2 separate regions of the Mus musculus genome follow, and region 1 is linked to region 2. A link is a contact called in public HiChIP or PLAC-seq data. All regions are on one chromosome and are shown on one strand. The core of a region is the stretch at or near the end of the contact, and the rest is flanking DNA. Distances in the headings are between cores, read along the strand shown.

Region 1 (2,792 bases), core at 59-2,558, 140 kb before region 2:
CACTCAGTGGGACCACGGCCATCCTCCAGGGCATACACTTGCACGTGTGCACGTCAATACGTACGCAAATGTCAGTTCACAGGGTCCCCATGCTCGCCAGGATATTTCTCTCTATGCAAATGCTTTACTGTCATGGGTACAATTGTTCATTTGTGCATGTATTTATTTAAAGTAGTAATGTGTTCTTGTTCAAAATCCAGGAGGACAGAAAAGCAGGTATAAAAAGACTCCATTCTAGGGCCGAGGAGGTAAAGCACTTGCCTCACTTGAAAGCCTGAAAACTTGAATTTGATGCCCAGTACAAATGTAAAAATGCCAGGTGTAGTGGCCACCTGTAATCCTCTCACTGAGGGGGCAGAGACAGGGAGGATCCACAGGGTTCACTGGCTAGATAGTCTAGGACATACTCATCACCCCAGGTCCCATCCTTGGGAGCATCTCTGAGCATCAGTGTTTGGTGCAGTCATGCTCAGTGGCCGTGCCCTGCACTCACTGTCCTGCTCCTGGCTGCTCACTTGACATGTGATCTCAGCTTGTTTCATAATCCTCTCTGGCTGTAGTGTCCCTTGTGTGCCTCATTCCCGGTTTGTCCAGACAAGCCCTGTTGGTGGACATCTGTGTGGAGGACAAGTTTCTGATATTAACAAACACCGATTCTTCCATGAATGACATCGCTCAGATGGCGTTTGCCCAAAGTGCAAGCAATTCCATAGGCTAAACCCCTCAGCCGTGAGCTACTGGGATGCAAGATCCATTCTCTTTTGTTTTGCTTTCATAAATTTCCATTTGTTTTCATAGAGGGGCAGAATTTACATAGCAAGTGTTCCCACGTAAGGAATAAGGAATGACCACCTTATCCTGGGATAGTGCCTCTTCCAGTGGCAAAAGCCAGAGCTCTGACTCCACTGGGTTTCCAACATCTCCTAGGTCCCCTCTGCACTAGGGGAGGGGCTGGACTTCGTGTGGGAAGGCAACAGCCCCTCTGCCTGTGGCTCCTGCAATCCTTCTTGCAGTACCTGTGGTACTCTGGAGGGGCTTGGGGACCCTGTGTGGTAAGGGTTTTCATAGGTCAAGTCAAGATCAAGGACAGGAGAATTGGGAGCTCTAATGCCTGGATGGGCAGACAGGCTCAGGACCCCGTGTTTACTCCCAGACTGCTGAGGCCAGCTGTGGCCCTAGAGGCAGCAAGAAGAATCCTCAGGGAGACTGCTACTGTGGGAGTTTCAGCTTGCTGACAGGATAGCTGTTCACTTGGCAAAGCTTAGTCTGTGGAAAGTACTGCCTCTCTCCCAGGGGGTGCAAAGTCCATGCTGCTGGTCCTAACAGGAGGCCTCCTGCCCAGGGATCAGCCAGGGGGCTGTGACCTGCTCACTACTCCCATGACTGTGGCTCCCAGAGCAAGGGGCAAACAGGTTCCTGGCAGTGAGAAAGGACTGCTCCCACCTGTAACATGGCCTCCAGCAGTGATCTTTGAATGTAGATAGCACCCAGGCAGAGCAGTGTGTGTGTGTGTGTGTGTGTGTGTGTGTGTGTTTGCCTGCCTGCCTGTCTGTCTTTCTGTCTCTGTCTGTCTGTCTGTCTGTGCCTGTGTCTCTATGTGTCTGTGCATGTCATGGCCCACCAATGGAGATCAGAGAACAACCTAAGGAGTCAGTCCTTGCCTTTCTCCTATTTTGTGACAGTCTCTGTTGTTTCCTCCCTGTACTTTCTTTTGTCTTTTGAGTGAGGTTAAGATGGGGTGATGCCTGCATCGTGGCGCCCCCATGTGGCCCTCATATCCTTCACTTCTGTCTTAGCTACTTTTCTATCGCTATGAAGAGACACCATAGCCAAGGCAACCTATAAAAGAAAATATTTAACCGGGGCTTGCTCAGCTTCGGAGAGTGAGTCCATGGTCATTACGACAGTAAGCACAGTGGCAAGCTGGCAGGCATGGTGCTCGAGCAATAGCTGAGAGCTTATCCACAAATTGGAGGCAGGGAGAAAGCCAGACTGGGTCTGATGTGGGTTTTTAAAATCTCAAAGCCCACTTCGAGTGACACACCTCCTCCAACAAGGCCATGCCTCTTAATCCTTCCCAAAACAGTTCCGCCAACTATGGACCAAGCCTTCAAATATATAAGCCTATAGGAGCTATTCCCATTCAAGCCATCACAGCTCTTACCCAGTAACCAAGAATTCCAGTCTCTTTCTGCCTAAGCCTCTCAGCAGAAGGAACAGGGTCTTCCCGGGACAGGGCCAAGTGTTCCAACTTCATACATAGACATCAGGTGAACAATTTGCCCAGAGCCAGCACCCAGTCTGAGGGCACCCATGTGTTACCCACTGTCCCACACAGCACCCATCTCTGTGGAAGCATCCAGTATACTCAGGATTATGAACATCTTGAGACTCAGAGGCCCAGACTGACACAAGCCAGTAGCAGAGCCAGGACCTGCTGTTCATCACCAGTTTACTGTCTCTTGCAGTTGGTCAAGACAGCTGAGCTGGACCCTTCCCGGAACTACATCGCGGGCTTCCACCCCCATGGAGTCCTAGCAGCTGGAGCCTTTCTTAACCTGTGCACTGAAAGCACGGGCTTTACCTCGCTTTTCCCGGGCATCCGCTCCTATCTGATGATGCTGACTGTGTGGTTCCGGGCCCCCTTCTTCCGAGATTACATCATGTCTGGGGGTGAGTCTCTACCCAGCCCCAGGTAGTCAGGAGGAAGCTGGGTGGATAGGGGGATCTGACAGAGGACTGTCAACAGCTCTGTGTTTCTTTCAAGAACTTGCTCAGTAACAGCAGAGGCC
Region 2 (2,950 bases), core at 317-2,816:
CAAAACAGTCCTCCCCCAGCCTTTTGTAAACTCTTCACATTGCTTTTGCTCAGAAATTGTTGCTCATAATCTCTGCTGTGAGGATGTCACACTCGGATGCCCTGTCTGTCATTCCTGAGTGCCTGCCCAGGGTTGGCTCCTGTGTTCAGTGCTGAGCACAGTGGTGAAGGAGGGCTGGGGGCAGACACACCCCTCCCTTCCAGCTGTTTGGCTAAGACAGGAGGATGGCCTGTCCTGGTCCCCAGAGGAGGGATTTGGTTGCTAACGTTGTAATCCAGGTTCTGAATAGAAGACAGTATGTGAAAGGTGTGGGCGCTGAATGGAGAGAGCTTTCCAGGGGAGGAGGCTGAGCTTGAAAGGCCACAGAGTAGAAAGGGCACAAGGTGAGTCTGAGGGACAGAAGGGAGGTGAGAGTAGCCCCAGGCCAGCCCATGGGGAGTTTCGAGATTTTATCCACAGGACAGAGGCGTGTGCTCTAACCAGATTTATGTAATAGTTTAGCTCTGGCTTATTTTAAAGAGCAAGAGTGACTGTGGAGAGACAGTGAGAAGGACCTTGCAGTGCCATGGACAAGAGATGACAGTTTGGCATGGACCATAGCAGGGTAGGGAAGACAGATGACATCCAGGCCCAGGCACGTGCTAGGCAAGCTCTTTACCACTGAGCCACACACCCAGCTAGGAAGGCGACAGAGTTGGGGTTTTAGGAGAGAAAATCACTAGGATTTGTTGTGGTTTGCATTTGAGATAAAAGGAAAAAAGAGATGTCAAGGGTGATTTTGGATTTCTGGTTTAAAGTAACTGGATAGATGAAAGATGATAGCCACAGGAAGCTTAGCGACAAGGCGGGGTGGGCAGGGAGGAAGAGCACAGATCCTGAGGTAAGATGGCCACAGGCATGTGCAGTGTCTTTAAACCCCTGTGTTGACGACAAGTAGCCATCTGAATTCCTGAACCTGGAGAGAAATGAACTATAAACATGGGGCGATGACAAAGCCTCTGAAGTCATGTGAGACACAGGCTGGCAACATGCTGTTCAGTAGAGAAGGACTGAGTAGCCCAGGCTGGAGAAGAAGCAGGCAGTGGTGTGACCAAGAAGCAGTAGAGCACGTGCTGCTGGGTCTGGGGCCCAGCGTCTCTGCTTTCTTCTCTCCCATCTCGGTAAACTGTGGGCTTGGCTGGTCCTGTTGCTTTGTTTTTTAAGGAGATGCAGTGGTCAAGTAAACCAAGAACAGAAAAATTGCGTTGTGTACTTTAGCAAGTGGATTTATGCTAGGTGGTGTCTTTAGAACATCCAACTCCGGAAGTCTTCCCTTTGTGTCCCAGCTTCATCTTCTGAGTTCCTGGAGTCCTTGAACATCTTCCAGATCTCCTCTGCCAGATGCACTGCTCTGTCCAGTGGCCTGCCCTTCTTCCCTCTGTAGGCTTTGTGGGGTCAGACTGACATGAGCAATGCTGACCTTCCCTCACCCACCCTCCCCAAACTCCCTGCCACAATGCTTGGGACATGGTATTTACTTAGTAAAAACATTTGGGATTAAGTCAGAGACTTGTGAGGCTGCCATTGCTGGGCTGTTTGCCATTGCCAAGGCTGGCTGTCCTGGTGTGGGAGGGAGGGTGACTCACTCTGCAGCCGGTCCCTGACTCTACATCTGGTAGAGTCTTGCAGTCAGAGGCAATGGTAGCATTCAGAGCCAATGTCTGCCCGCCATTGTAGTTAAAACCCCAAGAACCCCACGGCTAGAGACTCACAGTTGGTGACCGTTGGTGTAAGCACCAGTACCCGGCTTCTCTGTCTACTTGTGAACAAGTAGAAAGTTTTGAACAAGTTTTGAACAAGTTCAGACAAGATGGGTGACAGGAAAATGGAGTTCAGAAGGTGGCTTGAGAACAGATAAAACTGACTGGCAAACATTGTTTAACTTTGACTAAAAGCTCGCCATGACTAAAAAGGCTTGTGTGCATTTCCTCTTGACCTGATCCTCTTCCCTCCAAAATAACAGAGCAAATGGAAATGAAGTCGTCCCATTATAGACAAAGCCTAGTCCTCCAAGCCAAGCAGTGTTGTGTGTTGGCATAGACAGTTCCTCATGATGTAGCATCTGGGAGGAGCTGAGCCACGCATGCCCAGCCTTCAGAGCTCATGGATAAGCCACCTAGAGCTGCTGAGGAGGAGAAAGCTACAGCCCAGAGGGATTTGAGAGGGTCTTTCAAGATGGGGTCTGGGAATTTTTTTTTCCTTTGTGGAAGCTTGGGAACGTGGAATGAATAGTTAACCCTAACAGTAGTAGCAATAACTAATATTTAGTGAGCGCTTAATAACTAATATTTAGTGAGTACCTAATTTACTACCAGGTAGCAAACACTTTCCATCTTTACTGTGTTTTAACTCCACAGTTGTTTGTCTATAGAAAAGAAACTGGTACAGAGAGATTTAGTAATTTTCCTAAGATTGCACAGCAGACAAATAGCCAGAGCCGGGATTCAGACCCAGATGGTTAGGAAATGTTTATCAAGTATGTGCTTGTTATGTGTGCTACATTTTATTCCGTAGTCCTCCAGTTAATTAGCTTTGTCAGTTTAGAATTCTTTAGCAACTTTCAACAGAACTCTTGCAATATCAGCTGACACTTAAAAGCATTATCTGAAAAGACTTATCTGTATTACTTGTGCTCTTGTGTCTGTGTGTATGGTTACAGGTGCCTACAGAGGCTGTGTGTGTGTGTGTGTGTGTGTGTATGTACATGTACAGGTCCCTACAGAGAATATGTATGTATGTGCCAATGCAGGAGCCTGCAGAGAGTGGCTGTGCCATGGCTCCCTGGAGCCAGAGTTGCAGGTGGTGTGAGCTGCATGCTGGAGGTGCTGGACACTGAACTCTGGTCTTCAGCAAGAGCAGTGCCGAGTGATTGCTTTTAACCACCGGTACATTTCCTCAGCAACAAAAAGCG

The links. HiChIP or PLAC-seq counts read pairs in DNA pulled down with a chosen protein or histone mark.
Region 1: a contact with region 2 is called in an HNF4G HiChIP or PLAC-seq map of pancreatic cancer cells. The contact joins two enhancer-like sites. A contact is called at or near these places in 1 of 39 promoter capture datasets (cranial neural crest), 4 of 484 Hi-C or Micro-C datasets (frontal cortex, liver and olfactory sensory neurons) and 1 of 115 datasets of contacts at active chromatin or transcription factors (pancreatic cancer cells).

The regions. Positions count from the first base shown.
Region 1 is chr7:99,223,382-99,226,173 of GRCm38.p6, reverse strand. Mogat2 (monoacylglycerol O-acyltransferase 2) reads left to right here. Exons shown (of 6, transcript NM_177448.4): 3 at 2,469-2,673. Among named protein-coding and RNA genes, the nearest start is that of Mogat2, 14 kb to the left of the region's middle. Within about 2 kb of position 1,308, at least 33 of the 459 cell types and tissues checked have an H3K27ac peak or open chromatin away from gene starts, as enhancers often do. A contact at or near this core is called in pancreatic cancer cells, where this site is marked.
Region 2 is chr7:99,084,052-99,087,001 of GRCm38.p6, reverse strand. All of the region lies in intron 5 of Uvrag (UV radiation resistance associated gene), which reads left to right. Among named protein-coding and RNA genes, the nearest start is that of Uvrag, 56 kb to the left of the region's middle. Within about 2 kb of position 1,566, at least 91 of the 459 cell types and tissues checked have an H3K27ac peak or open chromatin away from gene starts, as enhancers often do. A contact at or near this core is called in pancreatic cancer cells, where this site is marked.